Linked DNA regions of Mus musculus: all the other regions are linked to region 1. A link is a contact called in public Hi-C, HiChIP or PLAC-seq and promoter capture Hi-C data. All regions are on one chromosome and are shown on one strand. The core of a region is the stretch at or near the end of the contact, and the rest is flanking DNA. Distances in the headings are between cores, read along the strand shown. Region 1 has its middle 19 kb from the start of Ccl5. Region 2 holds the start of Wfdc21 (WAP four-disulfide core domain 21). Region 3 has its middle 18 kb from the start of Wfdc21. Region 4 has its middle 22 kb from the start of Gm38934.

What was found. Promoter capture Hi-C pulls out the DNA fragments that hold promoters and counts their contacts. A called contact is a pair of places that touch in the nucleus more often than the background predicts. HiChIP or PLAC-seq counts read pairs in DNA pulled down with a chosen protein or histone mark.
Region 2: a promoter capture Hi-C map of the HPC-7 cell line shows a contact between it and region 1. The contact joins the promoter of Wfdc21 here to the enhancer-like site in region 1. A contact is called at or near these places in 31 of 39 promoter capture datasets (the 3T3-L1 cell line, 3T3-L1-derived adipocytes, the C10 cell line and 19 more), 10 of 15 datasets of contacts at CTCF or cohesin (CD8 T cells, the G1E-ER4 cell line, the NIH/3T3 cell line and 5 more), 333 of 484 Hi-C or Micro-C datasets (the 3T3-L1 cell line, 3T3-L1-derived adipocytes, the 4T1 cell line and 163 more), 63 of 115 datasets of contacts at active chromatin or transcription factors (the 230-238 cell line, CD4 single positive thymocytes, CD8 T cells and 46 more) and 6 of 9 other capture datasets (adipose tissue, embryonic stem cells, embryonic tail and 3 more).
Region 3: a contact with region 1 is called in a Hi-C map of bone marrow-derived macrophages, with 8 times the contacts expected there. The contact joins two enhancer-like sites. A contact is called at or near these places in 9 of 39 promoter capture datasets (the C10 cell line, the HPC-7 cell line, cranial neural crest and 6 more), 7 of 15 datasets of contacts at CTCF or cohesin (CD8 T cells, the G1E-ER4 cell line, embryonic stem cells and 3 more), 203 of 484 Hi-C or Micro-C datasets (the 3T3-L1 cell line, 3T3-L1-derived adipocytes, the AML12 cell line and 107 more), 22 of 115 datasets of contacts at active chromatin or transcription factors (CD8 T cells, the HPC-7 cell line, PVALB interneurons and 17 more) and 4 of 9 other capture datasets (adipose tissue, liver, macrophages and 1 more).
Region 4: a BATF HiChIP or PLAC-seq map of CD8 T cells shows a contact between it and region 1, with 7 read pairs. The contact joins two enhancer-like sites. A contact is called at or near these places in 2 of 15 datasets of contacts at CTCF or cohesin (large pre-B cells and pro-B cells), 6 of 484 Hi-C or Micro-C datasets (bone marrow-derived macrophages, embryonic fibroblasts, embryonic stem cells and 1 more), 8 of 115 datasets of contacts at active chromatin or transcription factors (CD8 T cells, the HPC-7 cell line, bone marrow-derived macrophages and 4 more) and 4 of 9 other capture datasets (adipose tissue, embryonic stem cells, liver and 1 more).

The regions. Positions count from the first base shown.
Region 1 is chr11:83,546,875-83,552,405 of GRCm38.p6, forward strand. No RefSeq gene overlaps it. Among named protein-coding and RNA genes, the nearest start is that of Ccl5, 19 kb to the left of the region's middle. Within about 2 kb of position 3,952, at least 95 of the 459 cell types and tissues checked have an H3K27ac peak or open chromatin away from gene starts, as enhancers often do. A contact at or near this core is called in the 4T1 cell line, the 63-12 cell line, B cells and 44 more, where this site is marked.
Region 2 is chr11:83,745,300-83,751,270 of GRCm38.p6, forward strand. Wfdc21 (WAP four-disulfide core domain 21) reads left to right here and starts at 1,641. Exons shown (of 3, transcript NM_183249.2): 1 at 1,641-1,824; 2 at 3,934-4,034. The coding sequence starts at 1,728. The coding sequence ends at 4,028.
Region 3 is chr11:83,726,440-83,732,269 of GRCm38.p6, forward strand. No RefSeq gene overlaps it. Among named protein-coding and RNA genes, the nearest start is that of Wfdc21, 18 kb to the right of the region's middle. Within about 2 kb of position 2,847, at least 36 of the 459 cell types and tissues checked have an H3K27ac peak or open chromatin away from gene starts, as enhancers often do. A contact at or near this core is called in bone marrow-derived macrophages, where this site is marked.
Region 4 is chr11:83,785,945-83,791,865 of GRCm38.p6, forward strand. No RefSeq gene overlaps it. Among named protein-coding and RNA genes, the nearest start is that of Gm38934, 22 kb to the right of the region's middle. Within about 2 kb of position 3,522, at least 133 of the 459 cell types and tissues checked have an H3K27ac peak or open chromatin away from gene starts, as enhancers often do. A contact at or near this core is called in CD8 T cells, the HPC-7 cell line, bone marrow-derived macrophages and 1 more, where this site is marked.

The sequences.
Region 1 (5,531 bases), core at 2,702-5,201:
CTCTGTAATTCCTACTGTTTTTCTTCCTGTTTCTTCTCCTTTTGGGTGAAGTCAGGGCAGGGTGTCTTGACGATGACAGTGACAGTAACTCTAATAATAAGTGCTGTGGTGCTGGGCGTGGTGGCGCACACCTTTAATCCCAGCACTCGGGAGGCAGAGGCAGGCGGAATTCTGAGTTCAAGTCCAGCCTGGTCTACAAAGTGAGCTCCAGGACAGCCAGGGCTACAAAGAGAAACCCTGTCTCGAAAAACCAAAAAAAAAAAAAAAAAAAAAAAAGTGCTGGAATTGGCTGAGCATTGATTTAGTACTCCAAAGACACTACGTAGGGTTTTATATCGATCATCCCATTTAGCTCCTGCAATAGCCCCATGGCAGGGGTCCAATGGCTGTATCTATGTTATAGACTATGTCGTCAGTGCACACTGAAGTTAATTAAATTAAAGTCACACAGAGCTAGAACTATGGCAGTATGTTCTGTGCCTCGAATACTTTGTCTTATTTAAAATAAAGCAACTCATGTGAGATACTGTATTATGTTCCTATCCACACACGAACTGAGATGCGACGCTTCTAAAGCACCCACAGTGTGCTGATGTTTGCACACCCACAGTGTGCTGATGTGTCTTCCATTTGAGGTGGCACTGGCATTCTGGTTTTCCCAGATGTTGAAGTCTGGTTGTCTTAAGACTACCATACTGGAGAAACTTTTTAGGGGTAGAGGGGAAGGAGGGAGGAAGAAAGAGAGAGAGAGAGAGAGAAAGAGAGAAAAGAGAGAAGAGAGAAGAGAAGAGAAGAGAAGAGAGAGAGAGAGAGAGAGAGAGAGAGAGAGAGAGAGAGAGAGAGAGTATGAATTTGACTGTAACTACATGGGATTCCAAACCAGGATTTTCCAAGGAAGCCTACTCTGAATTCTTTTTATTTTGAAACAGGGTTGAATGTATCCCAGGCTGGTCACACTTGAGAACATGATTCTGATTGTGCATGGAATACACTATCCCAAAATGTGGCACTGCAGCACACACACACACACACACACACACACACACACACACACACACACACACACACACAATCTGTAGAATTGTGATCTCAGGAAACGGAGGAAACCACAGTAGTCAGAAGGTGAGTCTCTGCCCTTTCCCCTGCCTTCTCCTCTGATGAAAAAGGGCAGACCCTCATTCCAGAGGAGCTTCTCGCAGACCCAGAGGCCAAGAAGAACCAGCACACACAGCTTTAAGTCTGTGCTTGTCTCATTTGTGACTTCCTACAGCATGGGCTTTTGTCCCTTACTGGGACTTCTGCATGCTGTCCACGAAAACATAATTTTCCCTAGTTTTTATTCTGAAGGCTCTAGGTCATATAGCAGTTAGATTAAATATATTTACATTCTCTTGTTTTTTTTCTAAACCATACCATCTCTGTAATATTTTATTACTATTTTATGTGTAGGTATCTTGCCTCCGTGTATGTCTCTGGATCGTGTAAGTGCTGGGAATTGAACCATGATCCTCTAGAAGAATTGCCAGTGTTCTTAACTGCGGAGCCCATCTCTCCAGCCTCTGCTTTTGTTATGTTAATTTACCTTTTTGCAGTAGACTCTGGGCTGCAAGCTTTGCAGTACACAAGTGTGTTAGTTAGTTTGATGCCAACTTGACACAAGTTAGAGTTATCTGAGAAGAAAGATTCTCAGTCGAGAAAATGCCTCCATAGACTGGCCTGTAGGCAAGTCTGTTGGAGTATATTGCCTTGATTAATAATTGATGTGAGAGAGGAGGACATCCCCAGGCACGCCACCACTGGGCAGGTGGTCATGACCTGTTCTAAGAAAACAGCTGAAGGGCTAGAGAGATAGGTAAGTGGTAAGAGCCCTGGCTGGGCTTCCAGAGAACCCAGGCTTAAGTCCCAGGGCTCATCTCATAACCACCTGCAACTCCAGTTGCCAGGCACCAGGCAAGCACACAGTGCACAGACATACATGCACGCAGACAAAACACCCATACACAGAAAATGAATAATAAATAAATAAATAATATTTTTAAAAAGAAAGAAATCAGGCTGAGCAAGCACAAAGAGCTAGCTGGTACCAGCACCCCTGAGAGGCCCCCAGGTCCTGCCCTGACTTCCCCCAGTGATGGAGTGTGACCTGGGAATTGTAAGTTGAAATGCAGCTTTACGCTGGTGTTTCTCTGTTGATTAGGTATTCTGATACAGAGATATGCCCCCCGCCCCCCGTGTATAGAGTTTCTCTTGTCTAGCTGTGAATTTCTCTTACAAAAGGGTCCTTTTCTTGTCCACCTGTGCCTGCTGTTCCCCAAAATAATAACAACAAGGTAATCCTTGTGCCAAAGAGGTCTGTTTGGGATAGCATCCCCTGGAGTGATATGTCCTGCAGCCTGTTTATCTGTATTGAAACTTCACTCCACAAGCTTGTCATCTAGGGACTATTTTCAAGATTGGGGACAGTGAAACTGAGAACATAACAGATTTTCCCAGAACGTAACAGATTTCCCTGTGGTAAATAGATCAGGGTTCCAATTTATCACGCCTCTCAGCAACTGACTAGTACATCCACTCTTTTCACTTGTGATTCAAGACTCAGCCATGACTCTTGGTTTGGTCAATCGGCTAGTTAAGTACATGCACAGACGAGACTGCATCTCTCAGTGTCTCTGTTAGCACCACAGAAAGGTAGGCCTTGGCTGGCCTGCTGGTCTTCAGCACACTAGCTCTTTTGGCCACGATTAGTAGAGCTCAGGTCAGGTTTAGAGGGTGCGACCTGGGGTCAAGTGAGATGAATCCTTTTGTACACTGGGGGTTTGCAGTTGCTAGCCTTTATGTCCTGAGTGATGGGGCTGGGATTTGAACTGAGGTTTGTGTGATACGCACTCTTGTGCTGTACACCAGTGCCTTGTGGGAGATGTGTGCGAAGGCAGCACATAGCTCTCTGGCTTCCATCCTTGCCTGTGCTGTGTTTCGTGACTTCTGTGTGTAACCCACCTGAAGAACATTGATACTGGAGTCTGACGTGGGGGGGGGGGTGATTGGCAGTGGGGCAGGCTACTCAGCATTTGTTTTCCTGGATGAGCAATGCATTAAAGCCCAGTCTATATTTTTAAATCACTCAAGCAGGTCTATGGTAGGCTTCAGAAGTAAGAGTGGTTTTTCACAGTTATTTATTTGTATAGCACAGCATGTGGAAGTCAGAGGATAATTTTCAAAAGTTGATTTCTCTCCTTCCATCATGAGAGCTCTAGGGATGGAACTCAGGTTGTTAGGCCTGGGGGCAAGCGTTTCAACCCCCTGGGCCATCTCACTGGCTGGGCTTTTGTTTCTTACAGCTTTATAGTTCCTCCCTGGTGATGCCCTTATCTCTGTTGCTTGAGGTTGGGTCTCACTTCCTGTTGAGTCATTTTGGATCTTATCTTGGACAAGTGAGTATGGGGGTGACTCTGTGAGTATGGTGGTGACTCTGGAGATTCTACCGCACTGCTCTGATGAGTTTCTGTCTTTGTCTCACCAGACCACAAGCTCGGGTTCAAACTGCACCCTGTCGTGGATAGCGGCTCAGATCTTGGTCTATTTCTTTCGCTGCCAAATGCTTTCAGTCTAACTGAAGTTTGTTTGGTTCAAGCCAGAAGCTTAGACTAAGTGTGTACAAAGAATTTGGGATTTCCCCTCTGTTGGCTTCTCTTTTCTGTGGTTCCCCTCTATTCTCCAGTGGTGACTGTTGCTCCAGGTTCCTTCCTTTGGGCCACTGTCCAGAAATACCACATAGTTTCTACTAAGGTTTTAACGAATTATATCTACCCTCAATGGCAGCTTTAATTGATGTCACATTACTAGAGATTTTTAAGGTCAAAGCCTGGATCCCGGTTACCCCAACAAGCTCTCAAGACACCCGGCTAAAGAGGCAAGCCATTCAACAAAGCAGAGCTCATGGAGGCTCACAGAGACTGAAGCAGCGATCGTGGAGCTTGCGTGGCTCTTCTGCACTAGGTCCTCTACATATATGATACGTGGCTGTTAGCTCGGTGTTGTTGTGGGACCCCTAGCAATGGGAGTGGGGTGTCTCTGACACTCTCATCTCTCACTCTTGGGACCCTTTCCTCCTATTGGGCTGTCTCACCCAGCCCTTACATGAGGGGTCATGCCTGGACTTACTGTGTCTTTTAGGCCATGTTCAGAGGATATTCCAGGAGGTCTGCTCTTTCCTAAAGAGAACTAGAAGAGGAGTGGAGTTAGGGGAGAGGGGAGGTGGAGTTAGGGAGAGAGGAAGGAGTGGAGAGAAGGGAAACTGTGGTCGGGATGTATTGAAAGCAAAACAGAGAGAGAGAGAGAGAGAGAGAGAGAGAGAGAGAGAGAGAGAGAGAGAGAGAGAGAGAGAGAGAGTCATAATGAAAAGCAGAGAAAAGCTGGACGTGGTGGCGCACGCCTTTAATCCCAGCACTCAGGAGGCAGAGGCAGGCGAATTTCTGAGTTCGAGGCCAGCCTGGTCTACAAAGTGAGTTCCAGGACAGCCAGGGCTATACAGAGAGACCCTGTCTCGAAACCCCCCCCCCCCCCCCACAAAAAAAAAAACCAACAACAACCTACTCTCTTAGTTAGGTTTTTACTGCTGTAAAGAGACACCATGACAGGGCAACTCTTATAAAGAACATTTAATTAGGGTTTAATTGAATTAGGGCTGGCTTACTGGTTCTAAGTTTCCATTATCATCATGACATGAAGCATGGCAGCATCCAGGCAGGCATGGTGCTGGAGGAGCTGAGAGTTCTACATCTTGTTCTGAAGGCAAACAGAAGACTGGCTCCCACGTCGCTAGGAGGAGGGTCTCCAAGCCTACCCGCACCGTGGCACACTTTCTCCAACAATACCACACCCACTCTAACAAGGCCACACCACCTAATACTGCCACTCCCTAGGCCAAACATATTCAAGCCACCACACCTGCCAAGTCGTCCTAACTCAGGGTTTCCCCTTTTCCCTTTATGAACTGTCATTTACCTATGGGCTACTTCTGTCTCCTCTTTAGCCAGAGGCAGTCATTTGGCCCTCTGGGGCAAATACCCCTTCCCTCCTCTCCCTTGTTCTTTTCCCCTTCTCCCTTATTCTCTATCTCATGTCCTTGTCTCTTATTCCCTGCCCTCTGTCCCTCTGAGGTAAATAAATCTCCTTTGTGCTGAGGACTTGGTCTCGGTGTTCCTGTGCTGACTCCGATCCTTTCACTGTTTGCATGTTGTCCAGCTGTGATCTTGCGCGCGCTTGACTGGCCAGGAAGAACGACGCTGCAACAGGATCCTTCCGCACACGTTTATTGGGAGAGCTTGATTGCAGAGGCAAAGAGACCCCAAGCCCAGAACTGGTGCTGCTTATATATGCCTAGGAGAGGCGTGTCTCACATCTGATTGGTTAACTTGTCTCTCATCTGATTGGTTAACTTTGGTTAATTCTCAAAACCTCATCTTGGCAAAAGAACCTTTACTGCCTGTGTATGTGTGGTGGCCAGCAGTAGCCAACTGCCACTCTGTAAC
Region 2 (5,971 bases), core at 391-2,890, 200 kb after region 1:
GGAGCCAGAAAAAATCCTTCCTCCTTCCAGTTACATTAGCCAGGTATTTTATCACAGTGACGAGAAGTCAGTAATATACCAGATTTTGGACTATTGCAGAAATTGTACACCAGTGGGCTAGGCAGAGTGGAGTTAAAGCAGCTTGCAAAAATACTTTCTGCACGGCCCATAACTCTGTCTTCTAACCCCCTTGAGAGAGCTAGCAGTGTATGGCATCAGTTGTTTGTCAGAGGACCTCCAGCTTGTGGCATGTAAGATCTGTGACAAATGAAAGGAAGAGACTCTTCCTGTAGCTCCAGAATTAGGAACCATAGTCCTTGTGAAATGATAGTCCTCTCTTCCTCCCTCTCTCCCCTCGTGTGCGTGTGCGTGTGCGTGTGTGCGTGTGTGTTCCTAGGAATTAAACTTAGGGCCCCTGCCCTCTACTGTTGAAATAAACCATTTTCCCAGACACCTACAAAGGCACAACAAACTGATCCTGTGACTTCTCCCTCTCCCTCTTACCCCCTGCTTCCAGCTCATTTCATGTTAAGGTATTTTATGAGTTACAGTATTTGTCTTACTTAGGGTTTCTATGACTGCAATGAAACACCATGACCAGAAAGCCAGTTGGGGAGGAAAGGGGCTTTTTGGCTTACACTGCCAGATCATTGGAAGAAGTCAGGACAGGAACTCAAGCAGGGCTGGAACCTGGAGGCAAGAACCATGGAAGGAAACTGATTACTGGCTTGCTCAGTCTGCTTTCTTAGAGATGCTAGGACCACCACCAGCCCAGGGATGGCACCACCCACAATGGGCTGGGCCCTCTCCCATTGATCACTAATTGAGAAAATGCCTTAGAGCTGGATCTCATAGAGGCCTCTTCTTCACTGAGGCTCCTTTCTCTCTGGGAACTCTAGCTTGTATCAAATTGACACATTGTGTGTGCTCCTCCCCCACCACCAGGGAAAGAAGAGGGTATCTCCCCTGGCACCCAAACCACAGATGGTCTGAGTTACAAATCACTCATCTGGATTAGCAGGCGTGTCTACAAGAAGGAAGAAGTGAAAGCTCACACCTGGGCTAGTTGTCACTCTCACCCCACTCACTCTCCAAGTCGCACAGCAGTGGTGCAGCCTGAGAGGCATCCTGGGAGGGTTTGATGTAGATATTGACAGCTGGGGTTCCCCAAAATGAAGGCTCCAAACAGCAGAGATGATGGCATCAAGGCAGAGGGAACGACGCTGGCTTACTGTCTCCTCAACAGGTGGCCGCACCCCACTGGCTCTCCCACGGTCTCTCCCTGCCCTCAGTTACAGGAACAACTGTCCTAGAGCAAGGAGAGAGAAGTACAAAAGCAGATGGTGTCCTAGCTGACACCCAGCTCCTGGATTGTCATTCCCTGAGGACACATTCCTTATCACAGCTCATTCCTGGCCCAGAGTAGATCTCTAATACTTCATTGAAAAGGAACGAGAGTCCCTTACCACCCCAGCTTTCCAACTTTAGGAGGACTATCTGTGGAACAGAGGGTGTTCTGTGGCACGGAGCTTGGCTTGAGTAAGATGGCACTACCCAGGACATACATAGTGTGTGTCCCTGGCAATGCTGGTTTCCAGGCGGGGCTTTGGCTTCTGTGGTGTGCAGGCCCGCCCCTAGCCTTGCTGCCTAGCTCAGTGGGTGAAGAGGTTTAAATTCTGGCAGCTCTTGGCCCTGCTGCGTATTGGCTAACATCCTTCAGCAGCAGCATGAAGCTAGGAGCCTTCCTTCTGTTGGTGTCCCTCATCACCCTCAGCCTAGAGGTACAGGAGCTGCAGGCTGCAGTGAGACCTCTGCAGCTTTTAGGTACGTCTGGGCAAACACGGTTGCACTATTCTTCCTCAAGTGAGGGGTGAGAAGACATCCAGAACCAGTGTGTGCAGGAAGGAGGGAGAAACTGGAGGAAAGAGTTCTCTTTAGGATCCTCCTTGATGGTCACCTCTGAATTCCCCAGAACAGAATCCCTCTTCTGCTTTCCCTCTCTCCATTCCCTGGGTCACCTGACTGGACCCCCCTCCTGCTTGCTCCTCAGCCAAGCTCCCTCTCCCAGACGTCTCCTTCTCTACTGGCGTCTACCTTGACCTGTCTACAGAAAATATTCTTGTAATTATGCTAGACACAGGTCAATCTCAATCTTCTTTACCAATATTATTCTCAGAAAGGGTTTTGTTGCCGTGGGTTTTCATTGTTGTTTGTTTGTATGTTTGCCCAAGCTGGCCAGGAACTGACTGTGTAACCCAGGCTGACCTCAACAACATGGCAATCTTCCTGCTTCATCTTGCTATGCTGGGATTACAAGCACAATCCACCCCATCTTATTTGGCCTCAAAGGACTACTCTTAATCCTCTGCCCATTCTTCCCTTAGCCCTTTTGTGACCACAGCCTCATCAAACTCCTGACACACTCTCCTCTGTAATAAAGTCTCGCCTTTGCAGACTGATGCTGTCTGCCCACCCCTACCCCACAACCCCTATCCTACAGCCAGCCAGCCCTGGATTATCTTGGACTGAATGCTTGCCCCTAAATGTCTTTAGATAGAGTTTAGCCTCTCGTCTTCACTCCATCAACTACCTGTTTTTGAAACAGTTTGCATCTCTTCCGTCCTTTGCCCTCTGTTGCCTCACTGTGTCCATCCCTGATTACTCCACAGCCCTGCCATTGCAAAAGCTTCCCAGAAGCCCTCTCCACCCCCTCTTCCTTCTTGGATGTGCTTACTAGTTGGATCCTGGTTCTGTCTATGCCTTTGCAGCAGATAATCCTCCCAAATGACCTTCTCTCAGTTTATTAAGTGAAATCCCAAATCCACAGGTCCTGATGGCCTGCTTGCCCTTTGCAACATTTATTTCTCCTGTTCCCAAACTCGCCCAGACCTCTACTTGCCAATCCTCCTGACTCCTCCTATTCCAGGGGAACTGGGAGTGGCAGATAATATGTCTAAGGGGTAGGACTTGAAGAGTCAGTCTCTGGTCCTGGGAGTGCCTCTGTAGGTCCTGTGTCCCAGGTCACACACGGACCTCCCCAAAGTTCCACCCTACTACATTTCCCCTTGTGACTTTTTGCATCTTTCCACACAGCACCCCTCCTGCTTTCCCCCACTACTCTTTCTTGACAATATCCCTGTACTCCAAGGCTTACTTTTTCTGACGAACAACAAATAATGTTTTATCTCCTCTGAGCCCTTTGAGTCTTCTAGAACTACCTTGCAGGACACTTGTGAAACACTGCTCTGTCTCCAGTACCTTAGACATAAGTCTTACTTGCATTGGAAGGCTCTAAGAGGCCCTTTTTACATCCATGTCCTTCCTAAATGCTTCATATACAGCAAAATACCATAAATATTTAATGATTGCTCCAACGACTGTGATTAGGGACAAGAGATCTTCAGCTTTCTCACCACAAAGCAACAACAGCACCAGAAACACTTAGGGCTATAAAACAGAGCTAGGGAGACTAACCGCACAGAGTGACTGTAAGGTAACCAGCAAGTCTGAATATGCCCTTCTCTGCTCCATGGACTGTCATGTGGGGGGAAATGATTTCATTTAAGCAACCTTCCTCCTTTCTTTCCACAGATGCAATCCCTCTATCCATGTCTCTAAAGTAGGCTTTCTTTAATGAGATTATGTGTGTGCCTTGTTTTAACAGAAATAGACAGTAACACTTTACAAATGGTATTATGACTTCAGTTAAAAGGAACTGGTGAAATGTACTCCTTAATCGAGGACTGTCGTCCTCAGCACTTGAATCTAAAGCATGGAGGTTTTCATTAGTCTATTTGTCTGTCCTTGAGAGGATAAACTCATCAAGTAATTCAGCTTGACCTTTAGCTGATGATCTGCCTGCCTTAGCCTAGGAGTCCAGGATTAAAGGTTTATTCCACCATGCCTGCTTTCAACTGATCTTTTCTGACATAGGCACCTGTGCTGAGCTCTGCCGTGGTGACTGGGACTGTGGGCCAGAGGAACAATGTGTCAGTATTGGATGCAGTCACATCTGTACTACAAACTAAAAACAGGTAAAAATAAAAATAAAAATTACTGTTCCTCCAAATCTTCCCCAGACCAGGCAAGTTGTACATTTGACTTCCATGGGAATTCTAGAAGTTTGGTAAAATGAAACCTATGTGTTTCCCTATATCTTCTCCTTTTTTCTTCATGAAGAAGCACCTACCAGAGGATGGTGCTTCCCAAACCTTTAGAATAATTTTCCAAACCAGTCTACCCAGGAGAAAAATCAAACTATATTTGAGCAAGAAGTTAAAAAATCACCCCCAAATGATGTCTGTTTATGACTGTGGTATATATTTAACTATGTACAAATATATATTAAAATGAAAATCTTGTGCCTATTTGATTTCTTAACTATTTCGTTTGAAAAGACTTAGTGGACAATTTTGATCTCAGTACTTATCTTCAGCTCCATCTTTGCTTTATCTGTAGCATGTACAATGTATGCTCTTCTACCAGCAATCACTATAAATGTAAGCTTAAAATATTTATTTTATAATTAACATGACTGTATTTTGAATACTGAAATGTGCACACCCTTACTAATTCCTTTGGGATATATCCCAGCATGTATAATTGATGACCAAAGCATACTCTCATGTTGGCCCATATTAACCTAAGCAGATACTTTTTCTGTAAAAATATTTGATGGGATTCATATTATTGCATGTTTCCCTATTTAATTTTCAGTACCCACTAATTTTTTAAAAAAGAATAAAAAGCTACCATGATTAAGTTGTATTAATATGATTAAAATTGTATTAGCAGATTTAGCTTATACTCTAAACACCAAGCTGTCTGAGCCAACGAGATTGATCAGTGGGTAAAAGTTCCTGCTGCCAAGACTGGTGATCTGAGTTTGATCCTTAGGACCCACGTGGTAGAACTGACTCTCAAAAGCTGTCCTCTGTCCTCTACATGTGTGCTATGGCAGGCACATGACTGCACACACACACACACACACACACACACACACACACACACACACATTGAAACATACACACCTGAAACCACATTTTAAATTAAAAACAAAACCCAAAGAGTCAGGAGCCATCACAGGACAAGCTAATAGCTAGCAGGTGATCTTCCTGGAATGGTCTGCCTCGGAGTATAATAACCCATGAGAGATTTGCTCCGATTGGATTTGCATGGCCCAGGAGAAAATCACTTTAGGAAGTATTCCTGCTATTATGTTTTTCCTGTTATTATTAAATATATTTAACAATCCCTGGGTATTAGCCCATCCTTTTGAGCAGATCTCTGCAGATCTACAAAGATGTACTGCCTTATAGTGATGCTATATAGACAAATAGATGACTTAATTCTTTATGATGATCCTATAAGAATTACTAAAATTATTTACTAAGCTCTTTTATAGTGGGACTGCTATTAGATACTTTTCTGATAGTTAAAACTGCAATGAGAACTTTGTCAGTCTCCATTGTGTCACCAATGAATTGCTTCTAGATAGTAACCAGACTTTCTACTACTCAAAGCACATTCCAAAAGGTTGTAAAACCATTAACCAAAGGTCATAAAAAGGGAACTAATGATTTATTATAGATGCTAGGACAGAAGATAAAATATTGACTGGATTTATCTATACAAAACATCACTAATAACTTAGTTATGTTTTTTTAACTCTCAAAGAACTTGTGGAACTTTAACAGGTGATGAATCTTTAGTGGGATAATTACTCCTAATGGATATGCATGTAAACACTCTCTGTTGTAAACTTCAATTTATGATTTGAATTTGTGTAAACTTATGATGAACTTTTTACCATCTGATCATATATTCTGAAAGATATATTAGTGCTAAGGACAAAAAAGAAAACGAAGAACTGGGCTGGGGAGAACTTTTTAGACAGAACACTTTTTAGACAGATCTGAACAGAACTTTTTAGAATAGAACTGAGGATAATTCTTTTAGTCAGGACACAAGA
Region 3 (5,830 bases), core at 1,597-4,096, 180 kb after region 1:
CTGGTCAAGGTATGTGCCTCCATTTGTTAAGTCGCTTATTTTTTTTGTAATATGTAATTTTCAGCAGATAATTCGCTAGATTTATTAGTGAGTGTCTTCGTCAGGGTTTCTATTCCTGCACAAACATCATGACCAAGAAGCAAGTTGGGGAGGAAAGGGTTTATTCAGCTTACAATTCCATGCTGCTGTTCATCACCAAAGAAGTCAAGACTGGAACTCAAGCAGGTCAGGAAACAGGAGCTGATGCAGAGACCATGGAGGGATGTTCTTTATTGGTTTGCCTCCCCTGGCTTGCTCAGCCTGCTCTCTTATAGAACCCAAGACTACCAGTCCAGAGATGGCACCACCCACAAGGGGCCTTTCCCCCTCGATCACTAATTGAGAAAATGCCTTACAGTTGGATCTCATGGAGGCATTTCCTCAACTGAAGCTCCTTTCTCTGTGATAACTCCAGCTGTGTCAAGTTGACACAAAACTAGCCAGTACAATTGACCCCTTGTCAACTTGACAAACACATCACTAGTAAGCCTCAACCCTTACATTCTTATTCATCCCCAAGATCTAAATAACTTTTAAAGTCCCACAGTCTTTACATATTCTTAAATTTTCAATCTCTTTAAAATATCCATCTCTTTTAAAATTCAAAGTCCTTTTACAATTAAAAGTCTCTTAACCGTAGGCTCCACTAAAACAGTTTCTTCCTTCAAGAGGGAAAATATCAGGGCACAGTCACAATCAAAGCAAAAATCAATCTCCAACTGTCCAATGTCTGGGATCCAACTCACGATCTTCTGGGCTCCTCCAAGGGCTTGGGTCACTTCTCCAGCCATGCCCCTTGTAGCACACGAGTAGTCCTCTAGGCTCCAGATGCCTGTACTCCACTGCTGCTGCTGCTCTTAGTGGTCATCTCATGGTACTGGCATCTCCAAAACACTGCATGACCCCTTAAGTCCTGGGCCTTCAATTGCAACTAAGGCTACACCTTCACCAATGGCCTTCCATGGCCTCTCACAGTGCCGAGCCTCAGCTGCTCTGCATGACCCTTTCATGCCTTCAAAACCAGTACCACCTGGGTGACCCTTACATATTACCAAGTCCCGCTGCAGCAGGAGTACAACCTTGGATATCTCTGGAACACAGCCTCTTTGTGCTTTCAGAAAACACTTCCCAAAAGATGTCACCTCAATGATGCTGGTCTCTTCTTAATCACTGCTAATTTCTTAGCTCCAGCTAACCAGTATCAATAGTCCCAGTAATGCAAAGGTTTTGCTTTAGTAGTTCTGGTATCTTGTTAACCACAGCTGATTCTTCAGCCCCAGCTAACCAGAACTACAGAATCTTCACAATCAAAACAGCAATGGCCCTGAAAAGAGTCTTTAATTTTCCCTCTGAAATTTCACAAACCAGACCTCCATCTTCTGCACTGTTCTCAACATTATCTTCCAAACTCCTACACAACATCTGGCAGAGCTCTTAACAACAAATGGATCTTCAAGCCCAAAGTTTCAAAGTCCTTCCACAGTCCTCCCCAAAACATGGTCAGGTTGTCACAGGAATACCCCACTATGCTGGTACCAATTTGTCTTAGTCAGGGTTTCTATTCCTGCACAAACATCATGACCAAGAAGCAAGTTGGGGAGGAAAGGGTTTATTTGGCTTACACTTCCATGCTGCTGCTCATCACCAAGGATGTCAGGACTGGAACTCAAGCAGGTCAGGAAGCAGGAGCTGATGCAGAGGCCATGGAGGGATGTTCTTTATTGGCTTGCCTCCCCTGGCTTGCTCAGCCTGCTCTCTTATAGAACCCAAGACTACCAGTCCAGAGATGGCACCACCCACAAGGGGCCTTTCCCCCTCGATCACTAATTGAGAAAATGCCTTACAGTTGGATCTCATGGAGGCATTTCCTCAACTGAAGCTCCTTTCTCTGTGATAACTCCAGCTGTGTCAAATTGACACAAAACTAGCCAGTACAGTGAGTAAATAATGTTTTAACGACAAAATAATTTTTAAAAATTTTATGACTTATAAGGCCCAGACACTTTTAATTGAACTGCTCTCCTCTTTATAAGCATCTGATGAAGCAGTGCGAGAGAACACAGGGATGTAGGGAAGGAAGAGGACCCACCCATCATGGCCGACTATAGCCAGCCCATTTGCCCTGGTCAGCCTTCCCTAGCTGTGGATATATTTCCAAAGTTCCACCCCTCCCCCAAAGGACACACATCATTGTGGTCAATGCTATACCCATTCTACCTATTAACTCTAGACCCACAGACACTTAAACTTCTCTGATATTTAGCCACCAAATAATTCTCACAAACTAAATGTTTCCATGCATCCTTGACTGGACTAAGTTAATGGCTTCCTCCAAATCGCACTTAGTGATGCCTGAGTCTGACAATTTGCACTAAAGATTAGTGTCCTGGCCCTTGGTCTGGAGGAAGCAGTCTGGAGTTTGCCTCAAGGGCAAAAAATACAGTAAAGGTGGTTGTGGAGCCCATTGCACCATCTGCAGGCTGATACTATGTAGTGCAGAATGAGAGAATACCTGCAAAGTTCACCTTTCTTCCCATAATCTTCACAGCATTTCTAAACAAACACTACCCTTAGTTCAAATGCATAGAAGCTGGGTCTCAGAAATATGGCACATGTATCCTAAATCAAAAAGTTTATGAATGGCCTAGCTGGCGTCTTTGCTTCCAAAGCCAAAACTCTTTCCTGCAAACCATGCCACCCCACAAGAAATCAATGTCCATCTCTTTCTGCACTTTCCACTAAGCTGCACAGAAAGCTGGAAAAGGAAAATCCCCCAGCATTCCTGAGCAGTGACCACAGATGTGAGTGGCAGTGGCTGCCCCTGTGACTCACAGAAGCAATCTGCTCCGTATCATTTCTTTTGCTGTGCAAAGGCTAGAGCCAGGGAGAGAAACTCTTTTCACTGTATCATCCTTCTGGATGCTTGGGCTTTCTCTGCAACCCCCTTCTTTCCCCAGGCAGGCAACTAAAGCTACTCCTGAAGCCCTGGGGGGGGGGGGGTATTCCCAGGCTGGCATCGTTCCTCTGGCTTGTGGGCAAGCATGGCCACTAGCTCCACGGGCTTGGTAGAAGTGACGAGGTTTCTTTTTAAATCTTAGAAAAGTCTTCACTCACAAGCTCTACCCATCCTTTCATAGCTCTTTGCTTTCGTGAAAGTTGCTAATGCTCCCAGAGCTTAAGTTTCCATGCATTTGAGTCAAGAATATCTATTTTGGTGCAGGAGAGGGGAGCCCTCTCTTCAGAACAGGAATTGAACTTTTAGAGAACCCAGGTTCAGTTCCCAGCAAGCACCTAGCGCAATTGATAATCACCTGTAATTCCAGTTCCAGGGGATCTGATGCTTCCTGCTGGCTGCTGTGAGGACCTACACTCCCATGCACACACCGACACATTGACACATGCATAATTTTAACTTTTGAATAAAAAATAAAAAAAATTCAAGGATAGCCATTTCATAGTGATCTCATGACAAATGGATGAGTCTTAATGTGAACCATTTATCTAGAAATGACACAATAATGTCTTGGATAAAGGTAGGGAAAACTCACAGGGAAACAAAAGTGACAGTGGCCTGTCTCTGCAAACATCCTTCATCAAGAGGGAGTATTGCTCATACATGAAGAGAACCCACCATGTCTCGCATGCTGCGAATCTCAAATGAAATCCCAGCCAGCCTGTAGCACTCTCCTCTTCTCCCTTGGGCTTCTTGCTACAGGTTTGGATGGCATCTTTCTCCCAAAGGTTCATGTGCTTCCATCTTGGTCCCCAGTGTGGTGTCATTGGCATGGGAAAGGGAAATAATGGATGTTAGCTAGGTGATTGGAGTCCCACGCCCATAATGTCTGTCTCATCGGTGGGCTGAGTCTTTCGGGGTCAGCTAGAATCGCCTGTCTAAAATGGGTTGTTATAAATGTATGTGCCCAGGTTTTCCTGATCTCTCTCTCACCTGAAACACCGTGTGAGCTCTCCTCTCTCAGTGTGCTCCGAACCAGGAATGCTATCTGCTCCGTTTTGATGTAACAGGAGAGCACTCCCCAGAAACTGACAAGTCATACCTAACCTTCTGCTTCTAAAATCATAAGCCAAATAAACCTTTTAAAAAAAGAGAATTGCCCAGCTTTAGGTATGTTGCTATAGCAACAGAAAACAGACTAATACAAGGCTCACTGACAGTCCTCTATGCAAAGCCATGGCACGGTGACCCTGACACATTGTTTTTTGAGACAGGGTCTTCCTGTGTAGCTCTATCTGGCCTGGAACTCACTCTGCAGACCAGGCTGGCCTCAAACACACAGAGATCCACCTGCCTCTGCCTCCTGAGTGCTGGGATTAAAGGTGTGTACCACCTTGCCCAGACTATGCATAAACCTTATTCTTTGGGGATTTTATGAGTTCAGTGAATGGATTTACTGTAATTCACTTAACCAATAACCGCTTATGGCCATGTCATTTGCTTGACATTTTGCTATTGTGCTGGCTGCTGTAGTGAACATCATGCTAATGAGGCCTGATTCTTTTAACACAACTGTAGCCATTTTGTACTGAGTTTCCATTTTGTTCCTAAGGTGAAATGAAGTTTGGGTTCTCAGCCTCCACTTTCCAGAAGTTATTATCTATAGCTGATACTGAAGAATGCTACTAATAAGCCAAAAAGTTACTGTTGAATCATTTATACTCCATTATCTCAATGTACTGGAACTCCAGGTTCACTGCCTGCACCTCCCCTCTTACCACATCTAGGACCAATCAGCTCAAAAGTTAGCTGATTGTCTAGTTAGCCAAAAATGTTGTATGACTTCACTGCTTGCTTTTCAACTTTTGACCCTGGTTTTCCCTATAAAAAGCCTGCCCTGAGGACAGACCTGTTGCATTAGTTGATTAATCTGCTCTAATCTCCCCAGTGTTGACAGCAAGAGTTCCTTGATACCTGCCCCGCCCCAATGTTTTGGACTCCTGAATGAAAGACACACATGCAGCCTTATATCTAATATGCCTTAATCAGCTCAGTGGCTGGGTCACTCCCAAACTTCTACATTGCTAATGCCCCCCCATACTCCTGAGTTATTACTTACTAAAACATATATTCCATCTTTGCTACCCTAGACCCAATTGGGGAGCCCCCCGGGTCATTCTTCTCTGGCTCTTACATGATTGGTATGCTCTCTCCTCTGCCACTCTCAAGCCTGGATCTTATTCCTTTCCCGGCATGACCATTCTCTTTTTTTCTCTCGGTTCCCTTGCCTGCAAATCTGCCTCTGTCTCCCTGCCCAGCCATTGGCCACTACCAATCAAAGCCAACTGGGGACAAGGACTCTCAGCGTCTTACATGCAGAATCTCGTACACTTTGGGGAACCCAATTAACATAATACAAATGTTAAACCAAATCCACCACACAGGCTGATGCCACATTTTGTGGCCCTGTTTGATCAGTCTTGGGGAGAGTGTTCAATAAACAATTCTTGCTGAACTGAGATCATTGTCCACAGGGTTTGTGTGGTGATTCCTGAACCCCAACAATATAACACTAATACATTCTGGGGAGATGAAGCCTGTGAATTCTTAGAAATGAAATTGTAATTATAAATAATTATAAATGTTATCAAACCAAGAAGCAAATGCTGGGTCACAGACGGTTTCCAGTCATTGTATTTAAAAGTAAGAACTTTATTGAGTGTACTTTTACAAAGGAAACACTTATGTTCCAGGCTCTGTACTAGATGCTTTGTGAGATTTACTTCTTTGGTCTTTAATGTCTTTCATCTCGGGAAAACACGTGTTTCTATGGATGTT
Region 4 (5,921 bases), core at 2,272-4,771, 240 kb after region 1:
GAAGAGGGTCTTGGATCCCCTGAAACTGGGGAGAGCATTGGGACCTATCTGATGTGGGTGCTGGAAACCAAGCCCAGGTTCTCTGTAAGAACAGCAAATGCTCTTAACTGCTGAGCCTCCTCTCTAGCTCCATTATTTGTGTCTCTTGTTTTTTGTTTGTTTTTAGGGGGTAGGTTTTGTTTTGAGATGAGCTGTCACCAAATGCACGGGCTGGAGTTCCGTTCTCAACCGTCCTGCCTTAGCCTCCACAGTATTGGGATCACAGGTCCACACCCAGCACGTAACTCTTCAGTAGGCATTTGGATCTCTCAGCACATGAACTGAGGTTGACATGGAAGGGAAGCCCTAAGAGCTTCAGCGATTGTCCGTGGTATTCACACCATCCTTCCGTCTCCGGGATGTCCCTTGTTCCTAGGTTGCAGGCTTTTCTTCCTGGACCCTTTTCTGCTTGGCCCCATTTGCTGGGGTAGTTACCACTGGATGCTCAGTACTGGCTTGAAAACTCCCGATGGAGGGAAAACGTACTCTCCTTGCTAGCCCCATCTTTCAGAACACGCTTTACCACTCTTTTATGGTCACCTGCCTGCTTATCTGTGGCCCTCCCTGCTGGATATAAGTCACTTCCTGTCTTGTTGGCCTTTCCTCGCCTGAACAGGTCCTGGCAAGAGTCTGTTGAGTGAATTGGAAAGGAATACAACACCCCCTCGTATCGACGAGCACCGAGGCCTCGGAGGGGAGATGGTAGCCCTCATGACCAAGCTCACCAAGGGGACAGCGGGAATGGAATTCAGGTCTTGGAGGCTTCTCTATCTTATACTGTCTCCTACATGGCTTTGCTACTGTACATATGTGAAACCCAGATGTGGGGGAAATTAACATATAAAGAACGCTCTTTCCAAGCTTGGGACTTTATTTTTGCTTTTACCACATTTGAAATTCCACACATGGCTATCACTCAGATTCAAAGGTGAACGCTAAGCCAGTTCAAGCCAAGAGGCACTCCCAGATGAGGGTGGTGAGGGCTGGACCCAGGCCAGCACAAGAGGAAAGCCAGTCAGGCTGTTCTTCCTGACTAGGAAAGGGAGGAAATCACATTTGAGGAGGGAGTGGCCTAACCCAAGGCAGGGAGGTTTAGCCAAGCGGATGGCCTCTGGTGGGTTAGCTTGTGACGCTCAGCATGGTGAGCCCATAGAGAGGTCATGGGCAGTGTCGGTAGGCTTACTAGACTTGTAGGTATCCCTAAAGCAAAATAGATTTGCTTTAGGGAGCACTCAGGTAGCAGATGGAGCACGAACAGAAGGGAGGAGCTGAGGGTTCTCACTCGAGGCTTCATTGTAGTTGCTGCCCGTGTAACCTGAGCCCTGGGATATTGAAACTCCCTTCCTTGTGACTGAGGTGTTGGCCATAGAGGGTGCCCCTCAGGAGGCACAGGAGCCTCCCAGGTATGCCATGCAGAGGAGGTCAGGTAGCATGGACCGAAGAAGCTCGGCATAACTCGAGGAAAGACAATGCTGGGTGTGAATCCACAAAGCCAGGAAGAAAGCGCAGCAGGCAGTCCCTCCAAAATTTCCACACAGTCACCACATGACTCAGCAACTCCAGGTGACACCCCAAACAAATGATGTGACCAAGTACAGCAGTGCCCACAGCTGCAGCATTCGGGATAGCCCCTAACTAGCAACGGCGGCTCTGCTGGCGACCAGAGAACGGCATGATGTGTGTCTACTCGGTGGAATAATATTGGGCTGTAGAAAAGGTGAAATATCAATATACTCCATATCGTGGGTGAGCCATTAAATGCTATGCTAAGTCAAAGAAGACAGCCACGTATACTGTAGGTTTTCATTTACATGAGATGCTCAGAATAACATTTAAGTGTTTGCCTGAACAGGTGTTGGGGATAATAAGGGAAAGTACCTGAGTTGGGTTCCCAGGACCCACGTCCAATGGCTCACAGCCACCTGTCACTCCAGGGGATCCAGCGCTCTCTTCTGGTCTATGAGGGCAACTGCACTCACATGACACAAGTGTCAGGTCAGCTTGACTTCATAAGAACGGAACAGCTCTGGAACAGTAGGATTTTCATTCATTTATTCATTCATCCATTCACTGGAGAAGATATCTGGAGAATTTATCAAATATATAAGATATAATATATAAAAATCAGGCAAGTGCAGGGCAGTGGTGGTGCATGCCTTTAATTCCAGCACTTAGGAGACAAAGACAGGCAGATTTCTGAGTTCAAAGCCAGCCTGGTCTACAGAGTGAGTTTCAGGACAGCCAGGGCTACACAGAGAAACCCTGTCTCAAAAATAAAAAAGAAAAAGAAAAGAAAAGAAAAAGAATCAAGCAGAAGAAAATATCAGGGAACAAGGAAAAAAAAAGTCCTGCAGATATCACACTTGATCAGGACGGTAAGCTAATACCGTCAGTGACCTGGGGTCTCGGGGGCCAGAGGCAAGGAAAAACAGATCATGGCCGGACAGAAAGCTCTGGGCAGATTATAGTTTGGCACGAGGTGTGAAGGAAGTTCTCCCTGGGAAGACAACCTTTGAGCAGAGGCAGGCGGGGGTGACCCTTGGGGTGACCACAGAGCTGTACAGCAGGTGGCACGTAGGACACACAGGCTATCTTAGAGGGGCAGGAGGTAACAGAGCAGAACAGCAGGTGGAAACAGGAGGAGGCTGAGCGTGGTAACTGGGATGTGGGGCCTTCCTGGCCTTGTCCCCCCACCATAAAGAGGAGGGGTTTAGGAACCATGGGTGGGGAGGGCTGTGAGCAGAGCTTTGCCCTGACCTTATGGAAGGGCCCCTCTAAGTCAAGGTTTTCAACCATGGCACTGTTAATTCCTCGGGCAGGCTGGTTCCTTGTAGGTGCACTGTGGGATGTTTGTCAACATCTCAAACCCCTTACTTAACCAGACGCCAGGAAGAATCCCCCTAACTATGACAACCCAACATATCTCATGCTTTGGAAAATGTGCCCTGGAGGGCTAAGAAGCCCAAAGTGGAGAAGCATCGCTCTTCTCTGAGCCTTAGCTTGTAGGGGGCATGGGTTCAGGGAGCTCTGGTCTGAAAGGCTGGATTTGGGGGTGGTCGTGACACCTGTAGGATAACATGTCTCTCGTGCAGTGAGACAACCTTCCACCCTGGAATGAATGTAAAGAAAAAAAAAAAAAAAAGCAACACCCTTGGTTACGCTTAATGCTTTGAACAAGAACGGTATGTAAGGTGCCAGAGAAGGTACCAGAAGAATCTCTTGAGCTTTTGGCCCTGCCTCACAAGCATGGCAAGGCAAGAGTATAGAAAAGGGGAGTGGTAAGGGGCTGGAGACAAGGGAACGCGAGCCCCAGTCATCTGGGAGGGGCTCATCGATTCTTGATGCATTTCCTGAGTATCTTCTATACATGAGGCAGTTTCGCTAGCATCGTGTCATCTGAGAACAATACTTAACAGTGAGGCAAATGTTATCCTTCCTGTTTTGTGACTCACAGATTACGAAACTTCTGAGTAACATGCTCAGATCACGGTCGGGACGCATGCGCCTTCCTGTCAATGCCCGATGCTGGCTCCCTGAAGCGTCTAAGTGAAGCTTATGCTAGCTAGCATTGAAGGCAGCGCAGGTTCAAGTGGGGCTGGGAAGCAGAGCAGATGACACAGCTGCTTGCTGCTTGAATGGAGCTTGGATGGGGAGTAAATTACAGGGATTTGGGGCAGGGCTATTTCTTAAAGCATAGAGCTTGTTAATATCAGTTTTGCTTAGGGGAGGGAGAGCTTAAAAGTACGCTTGCACAGGTCAGAGGACAATGTATAGAGGATAGCTCTCTCCCACCTTGTGAATCCCAGGGATCTAACTTAGGTCATCAGGCTTGGCACAGTTTACCCACAAACTTTTCCAAACATCTCTCTCTCTCTCTCTCTCTCTCTCTCTCTCTCTCTCTCTCTCTCTCACACACACACACACACACACACACACACACACACACTGTCTCTCCCTGTGTCTGTTTCGCTCTCTCTGCTCTCTCTGCCTCTCTCTTTCTCTCTCTCTCTCTCTCTCTCTCTCACACACACACACTCTGTCTCTCCCTGTGTCTCTGTTTCGCTCTCTCTGCTCTCTCTGCCTCTCTCTCTCTCTCTCTCTCTCTCTCTCTCTCTCTCTCTCTTTCTCCCCCCCCCCCTTGGTGTCCTATGTAATAGTGCTCTCTGTAACACAGGGCAGGCATGATGCTTGGGGTCTGATATGCTAAGTAGACTGCAGGTAGCATAGTGGGCACCACCTTTTTCCCCAAGCCAGGAAGCTTTTCCAAACCTTCCCTCAATCAGCTGACCCAGAATCATCTTGGGCCATGACAGGTGCTTTTCCAGAAGTCTCTCTTGACCCCTTTAGATAAAGGGAAAGTCTCCCAGAATGTGCCTGATGACAGACACTCTCCAAGCTGTAACAGGAGACAGGATAGGACTTCTGAGAAGGTTGGTTTTGTGTTGTTGCGTTGTTTTGCTTTGTGTCAGCATGAAATGATGAAGGTGATGGACTGGCCAAAGCCTCGGAGTCTGAGCCATTTCCAGCCCCAGCCCCAGCCCCACGTGCATACAGAATGTATCCTGCCACGACCTTTAGATCTGAAGAAACTCAGGTTCCATCCTTCTGAGAAAAGCCTGCCAGCATCCCAATGCAAAAAAATAAATTAAAAAAAAAAAAAAAGCCTCCAACCCAGAAATACTTTGTCCAGCCTTCTCCAGGAATGGAGACCAAGACATGTGGGTGAACACACACTTCATTGTGTTTGACAAGATGAAATCAAAGGCAGACCAACAGCTGGGTTAAACTCTTTATATAGGTTTCTCTACTTTAACAATGTTAGAGAATGGTTTAGATATAGAAAATTTTTAAATTGCCAGGCATGATAGTGCACACCTTTAATCCCAGTACTCTGTAAGCAGGAGCAGGCAGGATCTCTGTGAGTTCAAGGCTAGCCTGATTTACATAGAGGGTTCCAGGACTATTCAGTGAGATGCCGTTTATAAACTTTAAAAAGGGGGGACTATGCTTGGACTATAGTGTTAAGGAAAAAAGTAATATATATATATATATATATATATATATATATATATATATATATATATATATGTGTGTGTGTGTGTGTGTGTGTGTGTGTGTATTAATGTAATATAATAATGTATATACACACATTTATATACATATATATTATAACAACAATTGACAGTTTGCAAAGAGTTTTTTTTCCATTGTATTAGAAGGTTATTTCTGCAAGCTGAGACAATGGGTAATTTTGTCTTTTTTTTCTTTTTAATTTTTACATGTCTGAGTGTTCTGAATGTGTATCTATGTACTATGTGCGAGGCCAGGAAGGCCAGAAGAGGGCATCAGGTCCCCTGGGCTGTGAACCACCATGTGGAAGCTGGATCCTCTGCAAGAGCAGCCGATGCTCTTGTTTGTCTGTTTGTCCAGACAGGGTCTCACTACACAGCCTTGGCTGGCCTGGAACTCTATGTGGTGACTTATTTCAGGCTTCTTAACCTCCGAGCCAACGCACCAGCCCCTGCATTTTTTCCCTTACACTAATGTTTTTCTGAATTCCTAAGTGATAAGGAAAAGGTAATTATCTTAAAAGAGCAAGAGCTGAGTTACTGGGAAGGGTCAGAGCCCGGTGGGTCTCACTGCACTACCCATGTCGGGAGGGGCACCACTGGTGTCTTCTAAATTCAGGAAGCATCTGCAGGATATTACCGACACTGTGCAGAACCCACATCATTAATATTTTTATATAGAGTCTTCAGGGTTTTTGTTTGTTTGTTTGTTTGGTTGGTTGGTTGGTTGGTTGGTTTTGGTTTTGTTTGTTTGTTTGGTTGGTTGGTTGGTTTTGGTTTGGTTTGGTTTGGTTTGGGGGGCTTGGCAGCAAG